Regions from separate parts of the Anas platyrhynchos genome. Here region 1 is linked to region 2. Evidence: chromatin contacts called from public Hi-C data. All regions are on one chromosome and are shown on one strand. Each heading gives the region's core, a stretch centred on a gene start, on an enhancer-like site or on the middle of the called end of the contact. The rest is flanking DNA. Distances are from core to core; before and after follow the strand shown. Region 1 overlaps FOXN1 (forkhead box N1). Region 2 holds the start of RSKR (ribosomal protein S6 kinase related).

What was found. A called contact is a pair of places that touch in the nucleus more often than the background predicts.
Region 1: a contact with region 2 is called in a Hi-C map of skeletal muscle, with 4 times the contacts expected there. The contact joins the enhancer-like site here to the promoter of RSKR in region 2. A contact is called at or near these places in 2 of 8 Hi-C or Micro-C datasets (skeletal muscle and subcutaneous adipose tissue).

The regions. Positions count from the first base shown.
Region 1 is chr20:5,145,047-5,151,423 of IASCAAS_PekinDuck_T2T, reverse strand. FOXN1 (forkhead box N1) reads left to right here. Exons shown (of 9, transcript XM_072025991.1): 7 at 2,985-3,192; 8 at 3,723-4,250; 9 at 6,103-6,377. The coding sequence ends at 6,371. Among named protein-coding and RNA genes, the nearest start is that of UNC119, 34 kb to the right of the region's middle. Within about 2 kb of position 3,838, at least 2 of the 8 cell types and tissues checked have an H3K27ac peak or open chromatin away from gene starts, as enhancers often do.
Region 2 is chr20:5,087,323-5,094,139 of IASCAAS_PekinDuck_T2T, reverse strand. It overlaps RSKR (ribosomal protein S6 kinase related), which reads right to left and starts at 3,219. Exons shown (of 12, transcript XM_038165651.2): 1 at 2,882-3,219; 2 at 2,573-2,782; 3 at 1,908-1,991; 4 at 1,750-1,818; 5 at 1,564-1,633; 6 at 780-887; 7 at 614-654; 8 at 482-509; 9 at 304-393; 10 at 117-205; 11 at 1-38. The coding sequence starts at 3,145. BLTP2 (bridge-like lipid transfer protein family member 2) reads right to left here. Exons shown (of 39, transcript XM_038165648.2): 28 at 6,574-6,756; 29 at 6,165-6,286; 30 at 5,926-6,081; 31 at 5,731-5,852; 32 at 5,462-5,642; 33 at 5,297-5,383; 34 at 5,083-5,193; 35 at 4,861-4,996; 36 at 4,513-4,637; 37 at 4,231-4,332; 38 at 4,015-4,149; 39 at 3,372-3,926. The coding sequence ends at 3,744.

The sequences.
Region 1 (6,377 bases), core at 2,589-5,088, 57 kb before region 2:
GGATCAATGGGTCTGCACAATAATATTTTTTTGCTTGTCATCCTTTTTTTTCTTTGTAGTGATTAGTGAGTCTAACACAAAGCTTTAATCTTGTTAATTGGAGTTATTGCCAGTGGTCCAAGAGGTTAGGGAGGTCTGTGGTCGGACAGACGTACAGCAGCAAGTATTCTCCTGCACTGTCAAATTCCTTCTTCCCTACTACCCGGAACGCAACAACGGCAAAAACAAGCTATAGGAAGGGATCCCAACTGTACGAGAGCAACTTCAGAAGCCAGAGCTCAGTTCATTAAGAGAGAATCAAATGTTAACTTAAAAAAAAAAACTGGTGGCAGAGCAGTAACAGGAGCACGCTGCTGGAGCGTTCCTTCAGGGCCCGGCTAGGTAAACAGCTATTTTTCTCTGCTCAGCAATACCACATTTAATGCAAGAACCTGTTCAACTCTTGGCACTAGTCTCCAGAATAAATCTGTGTACTTTTTGCTTTTACATTTCTAAAACTACCTCACAATTTACACCCCCACACATTCTGAAAAGCTCTGAGAAACACACGCCACTCCCGTCTTCTCTGGGGCTTAGCAGAAACACTAATTATCCCGTCTAGATACAGAGGGATCCGCAGCCTCACACACATCAAGAAACATGAATATTCCTCCAGGTTAGTTCATTCAGTACCTAAGTGCACATTTTACCTAGAAAGTTTTATTTACTTTTGGAACTGGCAGAAAATAGCTTGAATATGACCTGCAAGGGAGAAGCACTGATGAGCATCTTTGGTGTTACCCTGTGGCAGAAGTGTTGGTTTTGGTATTTTTGTTGGTTTGTTTTTAAAAATAGAAATGCAGGTCGTCTCGCCTATGGGGCTGGCTAACAAAATAGTGAAATGCTGACATCAGGTGGGCCAAAAGGAACTGTGCTGTTATGAAAGGAAAATACTTTCTGCTTTAGTTATCATGTTTTCAACTTTCACAACCAATCAATACTTTTAATGAAGAAAGCATTATACTTGACCCTCAGATTCCTCAGTTGGGCTATTAACTCTTTATTCCATGAGACAGATCTTCACAACAAGCTAGGAAAGACCACGTTTTACTTTTATAAATACATATAAAAATTTGTGACGTATTTTGCATCCATGAATAAGGACCAATAGTGAGTATCACTTAGGCAACTTCACATGCCTTGGAGAGTTTTTAAACTTCTTTTAATTCATATGACACACAGGTAAGGTAGACTGGTTTTGCTTTTCTTTTTTGAAAAGAAGTATCCAAAATTGGTTATAAAAAACAGAAAAAGAAAAAAAAGCCTCACATACACCTGTACTGAAGATCATTCTTTGTAATCTAATGAGCTCTAAAGTCATTCTCACTAGAGATTTCCTCTCTCACCTCTGCAAATGTCATTTGACCAACACAGGAAAACTAATTTAAAATAAAATAAAATGAAATCCTGATCTTATAAAGACAGGGAAAGAAGTCTAGCTGAACCAGCAGTTGCAGCTGTTACAATGGAGCTGGGCTTCTCAGATTGATGATTCCTACCATGATGTGGCAAGTCATTTTTCCTGCTCCCTTTTTCTTTATGATTATACTGCAGCAGCAATGAGCTAAGGCAGTCCTGCTCACATGTGCAACCAACAGCATTGTACAGCGCCTACCAAAAGAAAAGCAAGGAAGTGACACATCAGGAATTTGCTGTACAAATCTTTAGATACGAATCAGCACACCAATTTACAAAGCCTAAACACGATGGGCAGTATCTTTTGGCTGCATGACTAAGTAAACAGAAAGGAGTTAAATCAAACAAACAAAGCTCCATAAAAACTTACATGCAATAAAATATTACAGTGCCATTTCTTCAAGATCAATTTTAACAGGCATTTCCCACCAGAATCCGAGCATGACCTTTTTCTGAGTGTTTCCCTCATATTCTCTTCAGCAATATTATTTTCAGTTCTTTTACAAGCAATAAGGAAAAACAAAAAAAAAAAAGTAAAAATCAAAAACAAATGGGAAAAAAAAAATGTAAGCCAATTTACTTAATGACCAAGAGTCTCAAACTTTAAAGTTAGGTAAGAGAAATCTTTTAAAAATGTTATCTTATTGCAAATAGAGAAAAAAAAGTTTTAAAAAGTACATCAACAGATAATTATGAGACAAAACTATTTCTAAAATCTATCATATATATATGTATATCTCCGTATAAAACTGAGAAAAAAGGAGGAAGACTTTTTGGCCCTAAGTTGTCTTCTTTTTTCCATTCTTCCGACTGAAGGCAAAACTGCCCTCAGAGTAAGAAGGGAATTTTTTTTATACCTCATTAATTAGCAAACACCTAAATAAGAATGGAGGAATAATTTGAATGAGGCTTATATGTACTGTACAGTTTAAAGAGCCTTCCAGCTTTAACTACTGAGTTAAAAATAAATGTAAAGCAAAAAGATCCAGTGATCAGATGTAGAAACCTGTATCTCATCTGTAGGGCTTGCAATTATACCATTTGGTGATATAATTGGCCAGCATACAACATTACACCTACAGCAGCAGGCTAAAATTCTTTCAAAGTCTGCCTGGACACTTAATTTGAGTCCAAGTAGCATGTAATCCCTCAATTATGTGTTTGAAATTTTTCCACCTGTTCCAAAACAGATTTAGAAGACAGATTTCCTGTTACTTCACAGTTCTAGAATATAGTTCCTTACACTCTTAATTCCTGCGATTTGCAAATTCACTCTTAAAACCCCAGCAGCCCCTCTGAAAAGGCCAACCTTCTTGCTTAGATCAATTACTGTTTTACCAGATTCCTCCCTTCCTGCACAACGTGACTCTAACATTTCTTGTGGCTTCCTTCTAACAAACAAACTTCATATTGTGGAAAGTAAAATCTAATCAGCATTTCTTATAGTCTCAACCGTCAAAATGGAGAAATATATTTGGGATTTTTTTTTTCCTTGAAATTCCATTCTTAGATTGGATTTGTTTTTCCAGACAGCTCCAGATGGCTGGAAGAATTCTGTGCGCCACAACTTATCTTTGAACAAATGCTTTGAGAAAGTTGAAAACAAGACAGGCAATTCTTCTCGGAAAGGCTGTTTGTGGGCTCTGAATCCAGCCAAAATTGATAAGATGCAGGAGGAGCTTCAGAAATGGAAGAGGAAAGACCCAGTTGCTGTAAGGAAGAGTATGGCAAAGCCAGGTCAGTAATGTATTAGCGTGGTAGTTCTCCAACAGGGGTCCCCAGAACTTTTCCCTGCAAAATGCACCAAGCTGTATAACGGAATTTACGCATAATTTAGGAAAATATTTAAGAATTTTTCCATAACGTAAACTTTAAAAAGCAGAATTAAATAAGACCTGGTTTTGCAGGAGTACTTCTAAATAGGCCCCAAAAGCACAACTTTGTCACTACAATGAGAAAAAAATTCTCTCTTCATCCTGAAGTTTAGTGAGATGTCAAAACAACCCTGCAATAATTACTACAGAACAAAAATTGAAACTAACTGATAAATACGCAATCTTTAAACAGGGAAATACAATCTACTAAATATGCACATAGCACTGACAATTTAGAAAAGCATTTCAGGCTTTTGGTGTTCTCATTGCAAGACTTGCACTTTTGTTTGCCATTCCACTCCTCTGAAATCCCAGCTGTGAACCGTGAAGATGAAGGCTGTGCTAGAAATTAATCTGTGGATTTTTTTTCCCCCCCCCTCCCTTGTTTTGCAGAAGAGCTTGACACGCTGATAGGCGACAAGAGCGAAAAGCTGAGGTCTTCTATCATGTCCTGCAGCCCAACCGCTGTTGGGAGCGCATCCCTTTCCCGGCAGATGGCAGTCCAACCCCACTCCTTAGGCGAGCCCTCTCTTTCCTCCGGTGTACCACCACCTCTCCATCCCATCCACACTCCTGGAGCCCTGCACGTCAAAAACCCAGTACCCAGCCTGCTGGGAGGGCAGCAAACCGCCTGCTACACCTCACCACCGGGCTTCCCTCCCATGTCCAGCACGCTCATGCAGCAGACGCCCGAGCACCAGCCGCTGTTTCCTTCTGGAGAGGCTCCCAACGAAGCCAGAAGCCAGCCTGGCATCAGCCAGGACTCCCCGCTGCCAGCACAGACACCCCCGGCGTGTGGCATGAAGGTGCTGGCGGAGCAGAGCGCGGCCAGGACGGTGCATGACCCGCTCCTGCAAGAAGGGGACCTCAGCACCGACATCGATGCTCTCAACCCATCCCTCACCGACTTCGACCTCCAAGGTGGGCATCCAAGGTACTCCCACGGCCTAGGCTCGGCCTTTGCACGTCACAGCCCACCCCGTACAATCCCATCTGCCCCCTTCCTTTTTTAAATGCATCCCACGTTAACGCAAACACTAGCAAAAATAAGATTTGCTTGGCTTTTTGAACTCCTTGTGCGCGCCGCAAGCACCACCTCACTAGGTTACGTTATTCTGTGCAATATGGGATTTTGTGTCATGTCTTCAAAAAGTTTCCCAAGACAGCTACAGATTTACATCCAGGGTTTACAAAAAAAAACCTCTTCTTCCTCTTGCCAAAGATTACTGATATTATATATCGCAATACATTTGGAACCTTCTTCGTCAATATTGATTCAAAGCCTTCCCATATCTTGCTAAAAAGAGTGCTATCCTCCCTCACAGGCTTCCCAGGCACCCACATGATCTATGCACTGAATAATTATGTTTTCTGAGGTGTTCTTAAATACTTAGTCGTGCAATGCTGACACCAAAATTCCCAGTATTAAATAACTGAATCGTCTTGAATGGATAGGATTTTGTATATAGTTTTCCATGCAAGAAAAATAATCAAAAATACCAAGTTTACACATTTATATATATAAACACACAAAATAAAAATTGTGGCCTCCAAATGAGCAGCTCTTGCAGCATCAAAAATCACGCAAGGTTTGCCTTCCTGCACAGACAAACAGTGTTACACAAAGCAGCCTAAAAGACAGGGCAAAAGATGCAATTTTAATAATCCACAGCACTCAGCAAATGCAATTACCTTGCCATTGTACAGTCACAAATATTCCGCAATCCTGCCATGCCCAGATTGCTTTACCAGGATTAACAATGCAATTTTTTTGAATCCTTTGCCACTTCCTCTTTCAGGCAGCCAGGTCTCACATTCCATTCATTTCTCTTAATCTCTGCCCATTTTATTCAGGTTAACACGCTTGTTTGTAGTGGGAGTATTCCTCATGCTTCACTAACATGATATGATTCCATCTTCCCTCTGTACTTGCCTTTTCCTTAAGTTATTTACCTTTATCTAAGCTTTTTTTTTTTTTTCTTTCCTTTCTTTCTTTCTTTACCAAATTACCAAACTCAAATCAAAGGTTCTAGAACTTGCTCACTGGGAGGAAAATCATTACACACAAAAAAAAAAAAAAAAAAAAATCAAGCTTTTTCAAGCAAAAAAGTTTTATCCCACTTGATAGCCTGGAGAAGACAGGCATAACCTTGGAGCAGCAGTATCCCTGCCAGCACCCCCCAAAAAAACCTTCAGAGAGGGACATGGGAAATGCAGCCCTCCTGCAGCACTTTCTTTGGTGCTGTCACTGAGACAGGCATGTTCAACGGAAAGTCAGAGAATATTTTTGTATAATTCAGGGAAAAAAAATGAATATTTCAGATCTTTTGATTCCTCAGGTCACTTGCGTGTCCAGTAACTTAGTCTGCAACCCAGAGAAAGCTGTGCCATAAGCATATGAGAAGCCCAGCAGTATTATTTGCAGATTTATCTTCAGTAGTTTACAAAGATTACAGAGGTGACTTCCCCTTTCTTGGTGCTTTTTTAAACTGGAAGTTATACTTCAGTAAGGATGTATTTGCAACAGAACCTTGCCAATTATCAACAGAAATAATTTTCTTAAATTAACACTGCTTTCCCCAAGATTTAAATTTATAATGGCGACAAATAATAACTCGCTAAACCATCTTTCCCCTTTCTCAATCACAAGTGATTAAAAGTACATACACATACAGCACACACAACTGTATAATTGCTGATTTCTCACACGAAACCATGTTTCAAAAAGGCATGCGTAAAGAAAGTTGAACCGATCCTTTTTGTTTTGTCACAGGAAACCTTTGGGAGGAGCTGAAAGATGACAGTCTAGCCGTGGATCCCCTAGTTCTCATTTCATCATCCCCATCGTCTTCCCAGTGTTTCCCTTCTCACTGCCAGATGGAGAACGGCGGCAGCAGCAACATCACCATGCAAAACGGAACTCCGCACAGCAACTTGCCTGACCTACAGCTCACCACCCTTTACTCTGCCTTCATGGAGTTGGATACAGTGTCTCCTGCCTACCTAAGTAATTCTGGATCCAAACCTATAGCACTGATGTGAACCACA
Region 2 (6,817 bases), core at 1,970-4,469:
AGCATGGCCACGTGGTCCCCCGCCGGTGCCACCGGGAACTGGGGGGGGCAAGGAAAGCGTTTAGGAGCTCCATGGGGTGCCCCTAGCCCCCCAAACGTGCACCCCACAGAGCTCACCTCCCCGCTGGCCAGGGCGAAGAGCAGGACTCCCAGGGACCACCAGTCGGCCGCGTGGCTGTAGGGACCCCCGCTCAGCACCTCTGGGGCTGAGGGGATGAGGGGGTGAGCAGCTGGGGTGGAGGTGTCCCCAGCAGCACCCCCCGGGGGGGGGGAGATGTGTCCCCATAACCCTGCCACCCCTTACCCATGTACTGCAGGGTGCCGCAGATGGTGTGGGCCCGCTCGCCCCACCGCAGGTGCCGGGAGAGGCCGAAGTCGGCGAGTTTGAGGTGCCCTGCGGGGTGAGATGGCGCGTGGGGGCCCCCAACGATGGGGTGTCCCCACGGATGGGGTGTCCCCACCCTAGTGCCACAGCCCCTTACCTCTCTCATCCAGGAGGATGTTCTCCATCTGAAACAAACCAAGCGCTGGGGTGGCCAATTTGCACCAGGGGGTGCAGAGACCCCCCCCCCCCGACCATCCTCTGTCCCCCCCCAGACCCCTTTTTCACCCACCTTCACATCTCTGTGCACGATGCCCAGGTCGTGGAGATACACTGGGGACAAGACGGAGCCATCAGAGCCGGGGGTCCCCTCCCCACGCCGTGCCCTCTGCCACCCCCGTGGCACCCAGCGGGCGGCTGCCCCCCCCCAGGAGGGCTGAGCCCCCCCCAGTACTCACCCAGCACCAGCACCAGCTCGGCAGCAAACAGGCGGACGGTGGCCTCGGCGAAGCGCCCGGCGGCGCGCCACAGCGCGTGCAGGTCCCCGGTGCTGCAGTAGGTGCACACTGCCAGGACACGGCACCGGCCTCGTGACGGGCACCGAGGTGACACGGGCACCGCGGCCACGTGGCCACGAGGACCGTGCCTTGCGGTGATACCAGTGCTGGGTCCATATGGGCAGCGAGGTGGCACAAGCACCGGGACCTTGTGGGCACCAGGACCGTGCACTAGGGTGACGTGGGCTCCAGAGCCATGGGGACAGCAAGGTGACACGGGCACCAGGGCCACATGGGCTCTGTGGCCACAAAGGTGGCACATCCCTGAGCAAAGTGAGGGTCCTGGTGGACCCTACGGCACTATGGCTACGTGGGCACAAAGGTGCCACGAGCACCGTGGCTAAATGGGTACCAAAGTGACGCAGCCCCTGGGGCTCACAGAGCCACCAGGAATTGCACCCACACGGGCACCACGGTGGCACAGCCACCGGAGTGGTGACACAGGAGAAGTGACAGGACAAACCCGGGGGGGGGACAGAGCAGCTCGTTTGTCCCTGCTGCGCTCGTCCCCGTCCCCGTTGTCCCCGGAGCTGGCAGCCGAGCGCCTCGGTCCCCGCGGGCATCGTTCAGGGATGGGGGAGCACGCGCGTGTGCGGGGACACGTGTGCGGGCAGCGGGGACACGTGCGGAGGCAGCGGGGGCTGGGGGGGGGCCAGGACGAGCCCGCGGGCAGATGGTCACTCACTGATGAAGAGGTGGCGCTGGCCCTGCCAGCTGTCCCCCAGGCCGTGGACAAACGGGTGCCTGACCTGTCTCTGGGGACACAAAGCAGAGAGGGTGAGCGGCCCCTGGGGGAGAGGGGTTCACGGGGGGGGGGCTCTGCAGCCTGTAGGATCCCCCCCCCAACCCCTCCCCAAATCCCCCCCCTCACCTGGATGCTGACTTCTTCCTTGCACTGCTTCAGGGTGTCGCGGCGCAGCACCTCCACTTTGGGCATCACCTGGGGGGGGGCACGATGGGGGTGTAGGGGAGGGAGGGGGGGGGCACAGAGCAGGAGGGGCACCCCCCGGACTGCAGGGCAGCACCCACCTTGACGGCGCAGACCTTCTCCCGCCCGCAGTCCAGCACTTTCAGGATGGTCCCGAAGGAGCCTTTGGCCACCAAGCCCAGGATCTGGGGGGGGCAGGAGCTGAGCACCCCCCCCCGGACACGGGCTGCAGGGTGCCCGGCGTGGGGCAGGCTGTGGGGCACTTCCATGGGGAGCTGGATCCCGCGTGGGGTGAGGTGGGGGGCGTTGGTGGGCATAAAACAGGCGGCGGGGGGGGGCGCACACAGGGACCGGGGAGGGCGCATGGGTACCCCCGTGGGGACCTGGGGAACGGGGGGCGCGGGGCACGGGTGGGGGGAGAAGGGGAGCCGGTAGGAGGGTCGGGGGCTCCGGGAGGGTGCACGGGGACCCGGTACGGAGCGCAAGGAAACCCGGTAAAGGCGGGCGGCGACCCCAAGAAGAGGCACGGGGTGGCGGCACGGGACGCACGGGGACCCCGGGAGGGCGCACGGGGACCCCGGGAGGGCGCACGGGACACTCGGGGACCCCTCTGGGAAGCAGATGGAGCCGTGCCGGGCTGCGAGGGGACCCGGTGAAGGACGCCGTTTAACGCACGGGACCCCCGGCGGGAGGTGCGGGCTCCCCGGTAGGACGCACCGAGCCCCCCGGTAGGTTTTTTTTTGGGGGGTGGGGGGGGGACCGGCACCTTGAGCTGCTGCTGGCGGCCGGAGGGGCGAACGGGGAACTCCGGCAGGAAGAGCGAGACGAGCTGCGGCAGCGGCCAAGCGGGCAGCGGCGGCTCCTCGGTGGCCAGGGCGAGCCCCGGTACCGGACCCGGTCCCCGTCCCGGTGCCGGTGCCGGTCCCGTCCCGGCTCGGCGCAGCAGCGCCCGGACCCACGGCCCCACAGCGCGGCCCTACGGACCCGGGGGTGGCCGTCAATGGGTGGGGGGGAGGGAACACCCCGGGGATGGGGAGGGGGAAATTAGGGGAACCCCCGGGGCCACCGCACGCACCTGGGGGGGTCGCACCGGGGCCGGGCCCGGGCCGCTGCTGGCTGCTCCCATCGCGCCGCGCCCCGGGCCCGGTGATCGCCGCCTTACATAACCCCGCCCGGCCCCGCCCCCCCCCCCCTCCGAACCCCCCCTTCTCCGCCCCGGCAGCTCACGACCCCCCTCCAAGGTCCAGGAATGGGCAGCGGGGCTCCCGGTGCGCCCCCCGTGGCATCCACCCCCCGCCTGCACCGGGCAGGGATTGGGGACCCCCCCTTTTCCCCCCATCCCACAGCACCCTCCCCTCCAACCCCCCCATTTTACAGCAGCCCCCCAGATCTGGGGCTGCCCCCAGCTTCAGGGGACAAGGGGGTAACGGGATCCTAGGGTCCCCCGGAGGAGATGGATGAGGGACCCCCAAAGTAGGGGAAGCTCCTGGGGGGGCCAGGGGGTGAATCCATGGGTTTTGGGGATGGTGCTGACGGCGCCGAGGGGGGACGCGAATGGCAAGCTGTTCCAAATTAAAAACTCTTCTTTTAAACTCTCTCCCGTTCCCCTTTCTCCCAGCCTGGAGCCATCCTGCTGCTTCACCGGGCCCAGCACCCGCACAGCAGGGACAGGGGAGGCTCGCGGGTACCCTTGGCACAAGGGGGGGGGGGCTTTGTGCACCCCACAAAGCTGCCCTGGAGCACTCTGCACCCCGCAGCCCCCCGCTGCTGCACCCCTGCCCTACAGGGAGGGGGCTGCTGAGGGTCTGGGCGCAGCCCCCCCAAGCTGGGGCAGCACGGCCCCCCCTCGGCACCATAGGGGGCTGCCCCTCTGCTGTGGGGAGCACTTGGGGGGGGGTTCCCCAGTCCCTTCCCGGCCTGCCGGGTGCTGCCGCCCTTCATTTGCGCCTGCCGAAGATGGATTTCTTGCTAGGGTTCTTCTCGCCTACGCTCAGCCCGATGAGCAGCCGTGCCTTCTCGTCCTCCTCCTGCTGCTGGATGGGCCCCTCCGATTTATTCTCCAGCTTCCCCCGAGCCTCCGCGCCCGCTGCCGGCTTCAGGCGCAGCTTCTCTTTGATCACCTGCCCCAAGAGGGAGAATGGGATCAGGATGATGCCGAGCAGGATACGGGGAAAGGGGGGAGGCTGTGACAGTGCTGTCCCCACCCACCTGTGCCACCAAGGCTTTGCGGCTGTCCCTCTTCACCGCCATGGCGAAGTCCAGCCAGGTCCAGGTGTTGTTGTGGTACTCCAGGCACGGCAGCACCAGGTTCAGGTCGCCCCAATCGACGCTGTTCTTCTCGCCCTGGGCAGGAGGGGGGTCAGGCAGAGTGGGACAAGGCCCCGGGACCCCCCCCCCAATGCGTCCCCGTCCCCGTCCCCTCACCTTGTAGCTGACGCAGAGCGGCACCTGCGGGATCTTGATGTAGATGAAGGAGTTGTTCATGGCCGCGCGCTCCTTCATCTTGTCGATGTCGTCCACGGGGTGCTGGGGACAGAGCCGGGAGCAGGAGGTGAGGACTGGGGACGGAGCCAGGAAAGCAGCGGGGAAGGGAAAAACAAGCAGCAAGCCCTGGCATTGCTTCACCAGGGGAAAAAGGGGGGGCAGGAAAGCAGGGCGAGGAGCTGAGGGAAGGCCGGGTTTGGCTGGATCCCCAGCAGCAGGTACCTCGGGTGCTTTTCGGAACGATCTCCTGACCCCTGACGTCCGATTCAGGCCCTGAGTGACTCCCTTCCCCGGCCCCAGAGCATCATCAGCCACGATCAGCTGCCGCGGCTTCACCACGGGGATCCCTGCGACAAAGGGGCTGCTGTCCTGGGGTGCAACCACAGCCCCGATCCCCCCCCAACAATCCCCTACCCACAGGGGAGACCACCCCTCTCTGCTCCTCACCACACAGCCCAGCAGCTGCCCCCCAAAACTTGCCCTGGACCCACAGCCCGAGGTGCTCAGGTGGCACCGGGGTGCCGGGGAGGAGGTGACCACACAGGACCACGCACCTCCCGCCCCACTCACCCGTTGTCACCAGCTTGGACTTGTCTTCCTCATCCCCCACCTCCTCCTCCTCCACGTTGCGGCCGGGGAAGAAAAACCCCATCATCCTGTGGAAGAACTGGTGGGTGAGCTGGATGGTGAGCGGGACCACGTTCACCTGGAGGGCAGAGAGAGACACACACGTTAGAGCCAGGCAAATCCTTTTTTTTTGTGCTCTGCCACCTCCCCGCCCAGCCCTGGCACCTCGAAGTGCTCCTTGATGGAGATGCCCCCCACGGGCGGCCGGACCTTGCTGAAGATCCTCAGTGCCAGCTGCCGGCCGGACTGGCAGGAGCTCTGGGGACGCAGCACCACCTGCAGGGAAGCCAGGGGGTGGCTGGGGTGAGGCAGAACCACCCTGGCCAGGTCACCCGAGGGTCCCCCGAGGGTCCCCAGGGCGCAGAGCAGCTCCCCTTGCCTTGTACACGGCGTTGGGCAGCAGATTGTTCATCGTCACCCAGCCCAGCTCCAGCAGATGCTCGGCGGTGTCATCAGACTTGTTGACCTGTGCCCACAAACGCATCAGCCCCACAAATTTGGGCTCAGAGAGGGGGCTGTGGGGGGCTACGGGGCGGCTCGGTACCTTGCTGTAGAGGAAACGCTGCAGCTCCAGCTCGGCTATGCCCAGCTGCCCGTCCTCCTCCGTCAAACGCCAGCGCGCCTGGGCGAAGTAAAACTCCGTCCTCCGTGCCACGCTCACGTCCTCCGGCTGCTTCCTCAGCTCCATCTTGTTGGCACGCTGCAGCTGGAAGTCCTTGAAGCACCTGCAGCAAACAGGAGAGAGCTGGGATGGGGGAAACTTGGAGGAAGGAGGGGGAACAACGCCAAGGAAGGCGGAGAGGGCCCCCGGACCTGATCAGTATGTTCAGCTCCTCGCTCTCCAGCTGCAGGTCGGACTTCTCCTGGCTCAGCTGCTGCTGCAGCCGGTGGTTGAGCTCGAGCAGGGTCTCGTTTTTGCTGTCATCCTGCAGGGACTGAAGGAGAGACAACCCTCAGAGCCCTCTGCCCTGAAGCAGGGAGCCAGGGGAGCCGGGTCCTGCTGCTCACCTTCACGTTGGAGTACATCTGCTTCTCCAGCTGCCGGATTTGGGCAACGTGCTGCCTCACGGCCTCCTGCAGGTGGAGGATGCTGCTGCGCTGCTCCTCGGGGTTGCTGGAGATTTCCAGCTGGAAACGCACCCGCTGCTTCTTCTCACTGTGCTCCTGGCCACGCGGATAAATAAGGGAGGATGAGGAGCGCCCCGGGCACAAGCAAGCAGCACGATGATTTGCAGCGTGGTGGGTACCTTGCGTTTGGGCTCCACGTGCAGCAGCAGGTTGTTGACTATGTCGAGGATCATAGCGTACTGGGCAGGGTTTGTGGAGATCTCCAGGTCGTGGTGGATGAGCGTGAACGTGTCCACAGCTCCTGCAGGGACGCAAAAAGGACGCATGGGGCACCTGTAGGGCCGGAGGTGGTACCTTTTGGGTACCAAAAGCCAGCGGTGGAGGGACAGGGAACGAGCACTGTGGCTACACTGGCTCTAGCAGGCTCAGTGTCCAGCCTCAGGGGGTGTCCCCGATCCCAAAAAGCTGGGGACCCTGCACGCTCCCCTCTGATCTCAGCAGGGACAAGGAGGGGCCACCTCTGGACCTGGCAGGCACTTGTAGGTCAGCCCAGGGCTCTGCGGAGACGCGCTGCCAGGCTGTACCCACCCTCCTGCTTCTTCAGCAGATCCTCCTTCTCCTGGTTAGCGGGGGTCTCGGGGGGCTTTATCTGTGTGGCCAGCTCGGGGTCGATGTCGTGGCTGTAGCTGATGTAGTACATGCGGCAGCTGCAGCGCGAGATGATCCTCTGCACCTGCTGGGTCTGCTGGGCTTCCGAGGGCTGGTTCCAGTCTGGGGACAGGCAGGGGGACCACGGTCTCAGCACCACTCCGGGGACCCCATAAGAGGGCTC